2 separate regions of the Salmo salar genome follow, and region 1 is linked to region 2. Evidence: chromatin contacts called from public Hi-C data. All regions are on one chromosome and are shown on one strand. Each heading gives the region's core, a stretch centred on a gene start, on an enhancer-like site or on the middle of the called end of the contact. The rest is flanking DNA. Distances are from core to core; before and after follow the strand shown.

The links. A called contact is a pair of places that touch in the nucleus more often than the background predicts.
Region 1: a Hi-C map of muscle shows a contact between it and region 2, with 5 times the contacts expected there. The contact joins the enhancer-like site here to the promoter of LOC106568037 in region 2. A contact is called at or near these places in 2 of 3 Hi-C or Micro-C datasets (gill and muscle).

Annotation. Positions count from the first base shown.
Region 1 is chrssa13:84,705,960-84,712,775 of Ssal_v3.1, reverse strand. LOC106568037 (nectin-3-like protein) reads right to left here. Exons shown (of 8, transcript XM_045692301.1): 6 at 5,525-5,669; 7 at 846-948. Among protein-coding and RNA genes, the nearest start is that of trnav-uac, 18 kb to the right of the region's middle. Within about 2 kb of position 2,300, at least 1 of the 13 cell types and tissues checked has an H3K27ac peak or open chromatin away from gene starts, as enhancers often do. A contact at or near this core is called in muscle, where this site is marked.
Region 2 is chrssa13:84,628,337-84,634,297 of Ssal_v3.1, reverse strand. LOC106568037 (nectin-3-like protein) reads right to left here and starts at 4,151. Exons shown (of 8, transcript XM_045692301.1): 1 at 3,788-4,151. The coding sequence starts at 3,869.

The DNA of each region.
Region 1 (6,816 bases), core at 1,051-3,550, 80 kb before region 2:
AGCCTGTTGGTGTCAGATTTGATGCACCGGTACCGCTTGCCGTGCGGCAGCAGAGAAAACAGTCTATGGCTTGGGTGGCTAGAGTATTTAACAATTGTACGGGCCTTCCTTTCACACCACCTGGTATAGAGGTCCTTGATGGCAGGGAGCTCGACCCCAGTGATGTACTGGGCTGTCTGCACCACCCTCTGTAGCGCCATGCAATTGAGGGCGGTGCAGTTGTCATTCCAAGCAGTGATGCAGCCAGTCAAGATGCTCTTAATGGTGCAGCTGCATAACTTTTTAAGTATTTGAGGGCCCATACCAAACCTTTACCACTTCCTGAGGGGGAAGAGGCGCTGTCACGCCTTCTACACGACTGTGCGCGTGTGAGTGGACCAATTTAAGTCCTTATTGATTTAGACCCTGAGGAACATGAAGCTCTCGACCCTCTGCATTGCAGCCCTGTCGATGTGGATGGGGATATGCTTGCCACTCCGTTTCCTGTAGTCCACGATCAGCTTCTTGGTCTTACTGACGTTGAGGGAGAGGTTGTTGTCTCGGCACCACACTGCCAGGCCACTGACCTCCTCCCTGTAGGCTGTCTCATCGTTGCCAGTGATCAGGCCTAATACCGTCGTCAGCAATCTTGATGATGGTGTTGGAGTCGTGTTTGGTCACGCAGTTGTGGGTGAACAGGGAGTACAGGAGGGGATTAAGCACACACCCCTGTGAGGCCCCCGTGTTGAGGGTCAGTGTGGCGGAGGTGATGTTGCCTACCCTCACCACCTGGGGTTGGCCCTTCAGGAAATCTAGGATCTAGTTGCAGAGGGCGGTGTTCAATAATAGTACAGTGCAGTGTTTACCTGTGACAGGGAGGCCACCTGTGGTGCATGGACAGCCAGAGGGATGGCTGTGGGTCTCTCTGTGTAGGGAGGAGGTGGTTTGTGTGTTGGAGGTAGATCAATCCTGCAGGGAGACAGGAGAAAATAAAAAACATTTGTTGTCACTCTTAAAATGTAAGCAGACAGTGACTAAAACTCACACCGTAGGACATATTATTGTGAGATGGCAAACCAGGAAATTGCAAAGTGGTTGGACCAGATTAATTAAATTGTTAGGAACGGTTTCCACTGTGAATTAAATCAATTACAGACTAGAATTGACAGGCGCTAAGCCGGGTTTAATAGAATGATTAGGTTAACATCCATCCCTAATAAAGGCTCACCTCACGCTTGGCTTGCCAATCAACCTAATCTCCTCCCACATCCTTCAAACCACACTCAAGTTCCCCTCAACATCAATCCCCCTCCACCAGCAAAACACTGACCAACTCCCCTCCAATGGATCCTGTTCTAAACACTAGTTGTAAAAACCATCCTCCTACTTCACCTCACACAACCATCACAGCATCTTCACTCCACTACACTGTCAGCTCTTTCCTCTACACTTCACTCCTGTTTTGGAGAGCTGTAGTATCATCTCTCTTGCTCTAACTCCAAATTGTTGTCCTTCACCCAGGTGATACACACAGGGACGTGTAATATTAGGTTGTGGATGTACTTCCTATTATGGTAGTGATGACCCTCACATTCCAGAGAATTGGAAAGCAGCTTGAGTTCATAGTTAATTTTTGCAACCTTTCCCCACTGATCAAAAACATATACACTTGGACCTGTGGTCATTTATTACCTCTCATCATAATCATTGATTTCTAAAAAGATTGATCACCCTAAAGTGCATCCCTTATAACTGCCTTGCTCCTAGGTCTCCAGCTCCTTCTCTCCTACTTGGATGAGACCTGGAGAGAAGACATGGTTGATGTATAGTTAATGAACTTGCGTGTGTTTCCCACAGTAGCCTCTGTGACAAAAGACTGCACCAGATCCATTAGAAGAAGACCTGGGCTTTAATGTGTGTGTGATGACAGAGAGGGATGAGGCCTGGAATCATTCAGCCGGGCCCACAGGGTCAGTAGGGACGCCCTCAGGGGGACACAGGCAGGGTCACACTCAGGACGACTGCCTTTTTTTGGCATCAGACACACACCAAGAAGGCCCAGAGTAGAGTAGACACACCCGTCTGAACCTGAGTCTGTGTGTGTGTGTGTGTGTGTGTGTGTGTGTGTGTGTGTGTGTGTGTGTGTGTGTGTGTGTGTGTGTGTGTGTGTGTGTGTGTGTGTGTGTGTGTGTGTGTGTGTGTGTGTGTGTGTGTGTGTGTGTGTGTGTGTGTGTGTGTGTGTGTGGTGTGTTTGAGTAGTAGAGCTATGTGGCACACACACACATGCATGCAGGGACAGAAAGTATTTTTTTCCATTCGCACACAGCTGTTCAATACTGGGTTTCAGATCAGGGTCATGTTTCTTTTGGCCAGACTGGATGTATTAGAGTCTTCTCCAACAGTCAGACTAAGAATCTGCTCTCACACTCACCAGCTCCAAGGCCGTGGGGACAAACGGCTGTAGAATCCAAATGTGAAACTCCAGTGAAAGAGCCAGAGAGTCGAGATTTAACAAAGCGATCAGACTACTATCATAATGGTTAAATAACACCTTGGATCAATGGCAAAACTAATAAAACAATCTAGGCTTACTTTCAGCATTATTATCAGGATTAAACTAGTGCTCTTAATCAGAAACTGCTAGAATGTAGGGATAGGGTTTGGGTGAGTAAGAGTCAAGCATACATACAGTTCAAGTCGGAAGTTTACATACACTTAGGATGGAGTCATTAAAACTCGTTTTTCAACCACTCCACAAATTTCTTGTTAACAAACTATAGTTTTGGCAAGTCGGTTAGGACATCTACTTTGTGCATGACACAAGCAATTTTTCCAACAATTGTTTACAGACAGATTATTTCACTTGTAATTCATTGCATCACAATTCCAGTGGGTCAGAAGTTTACATACACTAAGTTGACTGTGCCTTTAAAAAGCGTAGAAAATTCCAGAAAATGATGTCATGGCTTTAGAAGCTTCTGATAGGCTAATTGACATCATTTGAGTCAATTGGAGGTGTACCTGTGGATGTATTTCAAGGCCTACCTTCAAACTCAGCGCCTCTTTGCTTGACATCATGGGAAAATCAAAAGAAATCAGCCAAGACCTCAGAAAAGAAATTGTAGACCTCCACAAGTCTGGTTTATCCTTGGGAGCAATTTCCAAACGCCTGAAGGTACCATGTTCATCTGTACAAAACAATAGTACGCAAGTATAAACACCATGGGACCACGCAGCCGTCTTACCGCTCAGGAAGGAGACGCGTTTTGTCTCCTAGAGATGAACGTACTTTGGTGCGAAAAGTGCAAATCAATCCCAGAACAACAGCAAAGGACCTTGTGAAGATATTGGAGGAAACAGGTACAAAAGTATCTATATCCACAGTAAAACGAATTCCTATATCGACATAACCTGAAAGGCCGCTCAGCAAGGAAGAAGCCACTGCTCCAAAACCGCCATAAAAAAGCCAGACTATGGTTTGCAACTGCACATGGGGACAAAGATCATACTTTTTGGAGAAATGTTCACTGGTTTGATGAAACAAAAATAGAACTGTTTGGCCATTATGACCATCGTTATGTTTGGAGGAAAAAGGGAAGGCTTGCAAGCCAAAGAACACCATCCCAACCATGAAGCACGGGGATGGCTGCATCATGTTGTGGGGGTGCTTTGCTGTAGGAGGGACTGGTGCACTTCACAAAATAGATGGCATCATGAGGGAGGAAAAGTATGTGGATATATTGAAGCAACATCTCAAGACATCAGTCAGGAAGTTAAAGCTTGGTCGCAAATGGGTCTTCCAAACGGACAATGACCCCAAGCATACTTCCAAAGTTGTGGCAAAATGGCTTAAGGACAACAAAGTCAAGGTATTGGAGTGGCCATCACAAAGCCCTGACCTCAATCCCATATAAAATTAGTGGGCAGAACTGAAAAAGCGTGTGTGAGCAAGGAGGCCTACAAACCTGACTCAGTTACACCAGCTCTGTCAGGAGGAATGGGCCAAAATTCACCCAACTTATTGTGGGACGCTTGTGGAAGGCTACCCAACACATTTGACCTAAGTTAAGCAATTATAAGGCAGTGCTACCAAATACTAATTGAGTGTATGTAAACTTCTGACCCACTGGGAATGTGATGAAAGAAATAAAAGCTGAAATAAATCATTCTTTCTACTATTATTCTGACATTTCACATTCTTAAAATTAAGTGGCGATCCTAACTGACCTAAGACAGGCAATTTTTACTAGGATTAAATGTCAGGAATTGTGAAAAACTGAGTTTAAATGTGTATAAGGTGTATGTGCTAGGGTGTATGTAAACTTGCTACTTCAACTGTATAATCAAAGACACACACACACACACACTTAAATGCTTTCAACCTGAAAGATCCAAACAACCCCAGCTCCCGCTAGCTGAGAGAGTCTCCATAGGCTTTATCCTAAACTGCTACCATGACAGAAGAATGAGAGCCTTTTAGCAGAACTGCCTGCAGCCCAACAACTCCCATTCTCTCTAAATGAATGTACATTGATGTACTGTATTGTACATTACATTACTCTGTATTGTAGTGCAACCCTCCCCTGCATGCAGTGTTTAGCAGTGTGCAATGTACGTTAATAAAGGCTGTAGCACCACGGACTGATTGTTCCCACATCAGACACATCCTCCTCAGCTCACTGTGTTTCTCTCTGTCTCCCTCATGAAGAACATCAACTGGGAGTGATGCTCCGCTAGGGGCCGCCCACTTCTATGGAACGGGAGCGGCTGATTGGCCAGCTCGTTCCGGGTGTCAGAAACTGAATCTGTGAATGGACGGTGAGGAACTGCAGACAGACAGGGGAGGTGTGGGATTGAGGAGGCCTTTCATGAACAAAAGGAACACAGAGATTATGTAATCCCTGTGGGGATAGAGATGCCGGACGGACCTCCATATCTATGGTGTATTAGGAGGATAAACCAATGAGAAAAACCTGCTATTGTTTTGCTTCACATCCTGTATTGGGAAATGCAGGAGGACAGGAGGATACACATATATGAGTTGAAATATTATATCAGCCACTTTCTTTGTGGCTTCCAAATCACTAGAATCAACTTAATCACTAGAATCCACCTACACACACATGGTCAGATGCCAGTCACAGACCTCTTGGTCAGGGAGTGACCCAACTCTCAAGGACTGTAAATAATTTCATCTAAAAGTTCCTTCCTTCTCCTTGCCTTAACGTTAACATGAGCACAAGTCTAGCAATAGAAACTAACTCAGAAAAACAAGACAAGGAACTCCTGCCAAGACTGCAATTACCTGTCACCCCTGAACTTTATACCACCACCTCTTTACTTCCCTGCACCAGACTCCATTTTATGGTACACTGCAGTGGGATGACTCAAAACGCAGTATGTGTAGGAAAGCCCTTTGGATTTGAGTTAGACTGTAACTCTATGCTGATTTGATACAGTCACAAAACATATCAGTTGATGATATAACTCATGGCTTAATTGATTAGCTACTGCCGTAGTATACGGTGACATCACTTTAACTCACACTTTGTCTGTGAACGCTGGGGGCGAGGTCTTCCGTGCGGTGAGGATGATGATGGTGAAGACAGCAATGAGGAAAAGGGCGAGGACCGCCCCCATCACTGCCCCCGCCACGGCAATGGAGTTGTACCTCTGTTCCTGAGACTGGTCTGGAAAAGAACACAGACGGATGATATGAAACAGCACAGACACAACACCACATAAAATAGCAGTGTGGATATCATGCAGAAATAAGTGAGAATATACAAATCCAGGAACATTCTAAGAGTGCACATGTAGGTTTAAGAGGCTATGTGTGACGTGTGTGTGTCTGTGTGTGATGTGTGTGTGTGTTAGAGAGAGAGAGAGAGAGAGAGAGAGAGAGAGTTTGTTGTGTGCAGCAGGCAGGTTACTTGCTATGTCTCCCAGCAGTACTAACTACAGTAACAGTGTAATTAGGGGCTCCATGCTGCTCCTGCTAAAGGCTCTCCCCTGCAGGTCTCCAATACTTCACTTGGCCTCATTCACTTTTCACCTCAACCTCCATCTTTCTCTATCAGTCTTTCTCCCTGATCCTGTGCATGTAAGGTGGCTTGGCAACCTCTCTCTGTTAACTCTGTTAGATGACATGCTCGTTATCCATGTCGGGGGTCCAGAGAGGGGATTATCAATAATTATGATTAATTAAGATGAATTAAATTCACAGAACCCTGGCCTGTGGCCAGTGAGGTGGAGAGGGCACTTATACAACCTAGTGGCATACACACAACATTTATGGGGCCCGGTTGCACATAACAGTGTGGTTGCTTATTAGTTAGTGGCATGAAAGAGGGCTGATAGGGCTGAGAGGAAGGAGAGAGAGGGTAAAGAGAGTGTGACAGCCAAGAGATGAGAATCAAAAATATCATCTCAATTATGATGCAGAACAAACAGCCTGGGACCTTGGGTCGACCCATGTACACCCCTCCTCCCTCCATCTTCCTCTATACATACACCTCACATGGCCGACAATAGGGGGTGTTGGACTTAGCAGGAGCGCAAAGGGAGATCACACACCGGATCTTGAATGAGACGAGAAAGTGAAAAGGAGAGGAGAGGAGGTATTAGTCAGACAGTCCTCTAAGGGCCATAGCAACCGCTCCCTTTGATAAACATGACAGCAGATGATGAGTCAAGCACAATGACCTTAAGACTCTCTTTATCTCTGCCCACTTTAGCTAACGTACGTCTGATCAGAGACATGGCCAGAGCGTAGATACTGCTCCTATGAGCTGAGTGGGGTGGGGTGGAGACAGGTGTGAGGTCTATAGGTGATAG
Region 2 (5,961 bases), core at 2,902-5,401:
GTTTGAATGAATGCTTACGAGCCTGCTGCTGCCTACCACCGCTCAGTCAGACTGCTCTATCAAATATGAAATCATAGACTTAATTATAACATAATAACACACAGAAATACGAGCCTTAGATCATTAATATGGTCAAATCCAGAAACTATCATTTCGAAAATAAAACTTTTATTCTTTCAGTGAAATTTGGAACCGTTCTGTATTTTATCTAACGGGTGGCATCCATAAGTCTAAATATTCCTGTTACATTGCACAACCTTCAATGTTAAGTCATAATACGTAAAATTCTGGCAAATTAGTTCGCAACGAGCCAGGCGGCCCAAACTGTTGCATATACCCGACTCTGCGCGCAATGAACGCAAGAGAAGTGACACAATTTCCCTAGTTTAATATTGCCTGCTAACATGAATTTCTTTTAACTAAATATGCAGGTTTAAAAATATATACTTCTGTGTATTGATTTTAAGAAAGGCATTGATGTTTATGGTTAGGTACATTCGTGCAATGATTGTGCTTTTTTCGCAAATGCGCTTTTGTTAAATCATCCCCCGTTTGGCGAAGTTGGCTGTCTTTGTTAGGAAGAAATAGTCTTCACAGTTCGCAACGAGCCAGGCGGCCCAAACTGCTGCATATACCCTGACTCTGTTGCACAGAACACAAGAGAAGTGACACAATTTCCCTAGTTAAAAGAAATTCATGTTAGCAGGCAATATTAAACTAGGGAAATTGTGTCACTTCTCTTGCATTCAATATACAGGTTAAATATGCAGGTTTAAAAATATATACTTGTGTATTGATTTTAAGAAAGGCGTTGATGTTTATGGTTAGGTACACGTTGGTGCAACAACAGTACTTTTTCCGTGAATGCGCTTGTTAAATCACCCATTTGGCAAAGTAGGCTATGATTCAATGATAAATTAACAGGCACCGCATCGATTATATGCAACGCAGGACAACCTAGATAAACTGGTAATATCAACCACCATGTGAAGTTAACTAGTGATTATGTTAAGATAGATTGTTTTTTATAAGATACATTTAATGCTTGCTAGCACCTTACCTTGGCTCCTTGCTGCACTCGCATAACAGGTAGTCAGCCTGCCACGCAGTCTCCTCGTGGAGTATAATGTAATCGGCCATGATCGGTGTCCAAAAATACCAGTTACCGATTGTTATGAAAACTTGAAATCAGCCCTAATTAATCAGCCATTCCGATTAAATCGGTCGACCTCTAGTTGCCACGTTGAAAGTCACTGAGCTCTTTAGAATGAACCATTCTACTGCCAATGTTTGTCTATGGAGATTGCATGGCTGTGCTCGATTTAATACACCTGTAAGCAACAGGTGTGGCTGAAACCACTAATTTGAATGGGTGTCCACATACTATTTCAGTCCAAAATCAAGCACTTACATTACCGCAGAAAAAAATTGGTGCGACCAAATCATAGGGGAAAATTTTAGTCTGGAGCCCTGTCAAGGGGTGTGATTTTTAATCTGCTGCAGAGTAATGTGTTCTTCTGCCAATTTGGCTGTTGGGAAGAGAATCATGCGATAGGAAGTTATGTAGAAAAATGTGTTGGTAGAACATGGCTATGGATGTTTGTGCACATGAAAATCTGTGATTTATTTTTACTATAGGTTAATGAGGCAATAAAAATGTGATGACTAAAATGAAATGGCATTTAGTTGAGTAAAATGGCCCACTGTTTGTCATTTTGACAATAACTAGACTAAATCATAATTAAAATGGCAAAAATGTTACTAAGACAATTACATTTTTGTCAAAAGACTAAATATCAAAAAGAGTGCCAAAATGAACAATGATATTCCCTAGTTCCTATTTCTAGGACACAGACACCACGGAAGGTGCTTTTATCAATGCGGGTGTACTTAGATACACTAGCATTGCTTTCAATTGTATTTGGTTGCACAAATACATTCCGTGAAAACCAGAAGTTAAAGGTAGACTCAGCGAGATGACGTAGATGCAGAAAGTAAACAACATCATAGTGGGTCAAAAGCCTGTGGCTTCCCTTCCACGCAGATACTATTTGTGACTGTCTGAGCGCTAAGTGTTGCATCTAGCTCATCTCAATATCACCTGTGCTGCTCGTGGCAATGCAATTTAGTGGAATCTACCTTTAAATACAATTCCATTTCAATTCACTGTGCTGGTGGGCAGGATGCTTGCTCATTAAGCAGGGTGGGCAATTCCGACAAATTATCTAAAAGATTGTTTAATAGTACAGACTTCCCAAAAGTGGGTCTGTTGTAAACACACTTCCTCTCCGCTTATGTCATGTAAAAATAAAAGTCCTGCACATGCGCCATATGTGGACAAAAAAGGAATAACTCGTGGGGGACTTTTATTTTGCCATGAGGTAAGCAGAGAGGAATAATGACCAACAGTTCCACCCACCGGCACTGTAAGTTGAAATGGAATTGCATTTAACTTCTGGCTTCCAACGGACTGTTTTTGTGCAACCCAACACAATTGAAAGCAACGCTACTGTAGCTATGTATACTGAACAAAAATATAAATGCAACATGTAAAGTGTTGGTCCCATGTTTCATGAGCTGAAATAAAAGATCCCAGAAATGTTCCATATGAACAAAAAGCTTATTTCTCTCAAATTTTGTGCACAAATTAGTTTACATGTCAAGAAGCTGATTAAACAGCATGATCCTTGTGCTGGGGTCACTAAAAGACCACTAAAATGTGCAGTTTTGTCACACAACACAATGCCACAGATGTCTCAAGTTTTGAGGGAGTGTGCAATTGGCATGCTGACTGCAGGAATGTCCACCAGAGCTGTTGCCAGAGAATTGAATTGAGACCAGCCACCCGGACAGCAAATGAAACTAAGGAGTATTTATGTCTGTAATAACACCCTTTTATGGGGAAAAACTCATTCTGATTGGCTGGGCCTGGCTCCCCAGTGGGTGGTCCTGGTTCCCAAGTGGGTGGGCCTATGCCTACACCCCTGCCCAGTCATGTCAAATCCATAGATTAGGCCCTAATTTATTTATTTCAATTGACTGATTTCCTTATATGAAATGTAACTAAGTAAAATTGCTGAAATTGTTGCATTTATATTTCTGTTCAGTATAAACACCTGTGTTGCTAAAAGCACCTAACACCACAGGTGAGTGACTACCTTCTATTATGGAATTTGTGGTAGGAGCAGCCAGGGGTCTCCTTGCTGTAGCACCCACAGTCCCCACTCTCCAAAACGAGTCTCTAAAAGAGGCCTAGTTTTGAGCGGTGTAAATACAATTGTGAATCATAACTTCAATTAAATACAACAACTAAGTATTGGCTGTTTGGATCAGACGTCTTCAGTTAAGCTAGTAAAGGTGAGTGCAGTTGCTGTGCGACCGTGTTGCTCTTCAAAGTTGTCTCACCACTAAAGAGCACCTCACTGTTGCTCCTCAGTGGTTTCCTGTGAATAATGCCTACATGAATAATGTTTCCATGGCAGCCGCGGATCACACAATCATCGGCAGCGGCACCATTCCAACACTAAACTTCTCAACAAAAGGACGCCTGCCTTGCCCAGTCCTTAATGGTAAAGTCAACCTTTCTTATAGAAACAATACAGTGCAAATCTAAAATGAACTACTAAAACAAATGTTGTTCAGACTGTAGAGGAGCCCCATACAAGTAGTCAGAGTCGCGCGAAACACTCGGCTTTCTGGCTCGCTCTCGTTGGCTGCACTCAGAACTTCTCCAAATATTTTACATTAGCTAATGTTACAGAGCGAGCGGGCATAATGGATAACATACCTGTCAAGCTGTACAGAAGAAAAATAAATACAGCATGCTGTCTCTTATGAAGCGGGTAAATCCTGAGGCAAGGCAGGAACATTTTGAAAGTAGATCCGTCTTTCACCGAACACGTTTGTCTGTCCGCCGGACCATGAAACCTCCTCAGCAACAACTCCAAACTGCGATTGGACTGTACCACTAGAGCAGCGATAAGGGGAGCTCACCTGATTCCAGCGATACCGTCAAATGAGAGGCAATCTTCCACCACACCACCTCAGAAAGAAATAGTTAGATTACGTCATCCTTATTGCAAATATTGATTTAAATTGTGTTGCTACGGGACATATTTAGCTACTGAGTATGAAATAAAGCATGCGTGCTGTGTTTTTAACCGGGTTTAATTTCCCCGTGATAAGTGAAAAACAACACATGATTATAATACATTAACTGAAGAATGAATAAAGCTTTTCTGAAGATCAATATGATTGACATGTTTTGAGTAACACTCTGGCCTTGACACATATTCTCACCAAGTGGAGGTTTTATTCAGACACATTGCTGTGTACAGCATGGAGAATGCAGCACAATGAGTGTAGCGCATGTGCCAGTGTGTTTGTGTCCACAATCATCCATTGCTGTAGGCCTATCTCTGCTCCCCATGTACGAATTAATTCCTCTTCTGTGCATGTTTCACCTCTCTCTGAAGGCAAGTTAATACAGGACCAGTATCAACCTTAACCCCCTGTACCCCACTGGTAATCCCCCACCATATCCTATCTCCAAAAACCCAATCTGTGTATCCGACCCCCTGCCGCTATTCAACAACTAGAGCACCCCCACCACCCCACCCCAAGTCTAATTGGGGCGTTCACAAATTAACTAGCTAATCCTTGCAAACAGCAATTATGGGGGGCGCCCCTCCTGTTGGCTGGAAGCTAACCAGGTCAGTGCTTTAATTTGAGTCTCGTATTATGTCTTCTCAAGAGCCACCAGGGACACAATTACTCTCATGCCACCCTATTCATCCACACCCTGGCACAGTGTGAGGCAACCCAGGGTGTGTGTGTGTTGGGATGTGTTCTGCACGTCTTTCTGTCTAATTAATGAGATGGGGGAAAAAATATATCTTAAAGAGTGCCCTAGCCATTGTCAATGCTACGAATACTTTTCTGAGCACAACATTGATAGAGACTTTTTTAAGAAATCACAATATCTGGGTATTAGAATCTCAGAGATACCTTGTCAGATTAGTGATGAAATGACATTAATAATGGGGCTACAAAGAGCTCAGACACAGATATCCTAGTATGTGAAAAAAGACGCTTGTGATCATCTATGTAACAGTGTAGGTTCCGTCCCTCTCTTCGCCCCAACCCGGGCTCGAACCAGGGACCCTTGCACACATCAACAACTGACACCCACGAAGCATCGTTACCCATCGCGCCACAAAAGCCACAGCCCTTGCAACGCAAGGGGAAACCCTACTTCAAGTCTCAGAGCGAGTGACGTCACTGATTGAAACACTATTAGCGCGCACCACCGCTAACTAACTAGCCATTTCACATCGGTTACACTTACAACAAGCAATGATCTAGCAACAGGCTACTTGGCTATATACCAGTCAGCCAGACCCAGAGTCATTACACCTTGCACGGATGCAGGCTTACAGATGGTACAGAGTCCTATTGTTAGGGAGTCTTGGACAGTTTTGATGGTGAGAGAGAGTGGAACAAATACTGTACATGCTTCATTTGTTTCATTTTATGATCATTGTATGATCTATGGTTACACCCAATGATTTATATATACATCATTGGTTACACCACACTCATGACCTCATCAAAATAAAATGACTTCAAAGTTTCCCAAAACTCTCCCACAACCCCTCACCACGGGGCAGTGAGTGGCTGTCATAACATGAGCGTCCTGCCTGTCGGTGGCCCCAGCAGCAGAGCCCTGGGAGCCCTCGCCTCGATGTGCCTGAGAGCAGGGGCATTCACTCAGCTCTGGACAAGCCCTTGTCATCTGCCAATGTTTAGATCAACTGAGACCTGAAACTCGACAGTGTATTGTATTTCAATCTATTTATCTTTTAAAGGCGCTGCATAGTCATTCCGACATCTGCGTTGGCCGTGCAGCATTTATGGTGATTTACCTTCTGCTCTCACCTACCGTCAACCAAGCATGTAAAT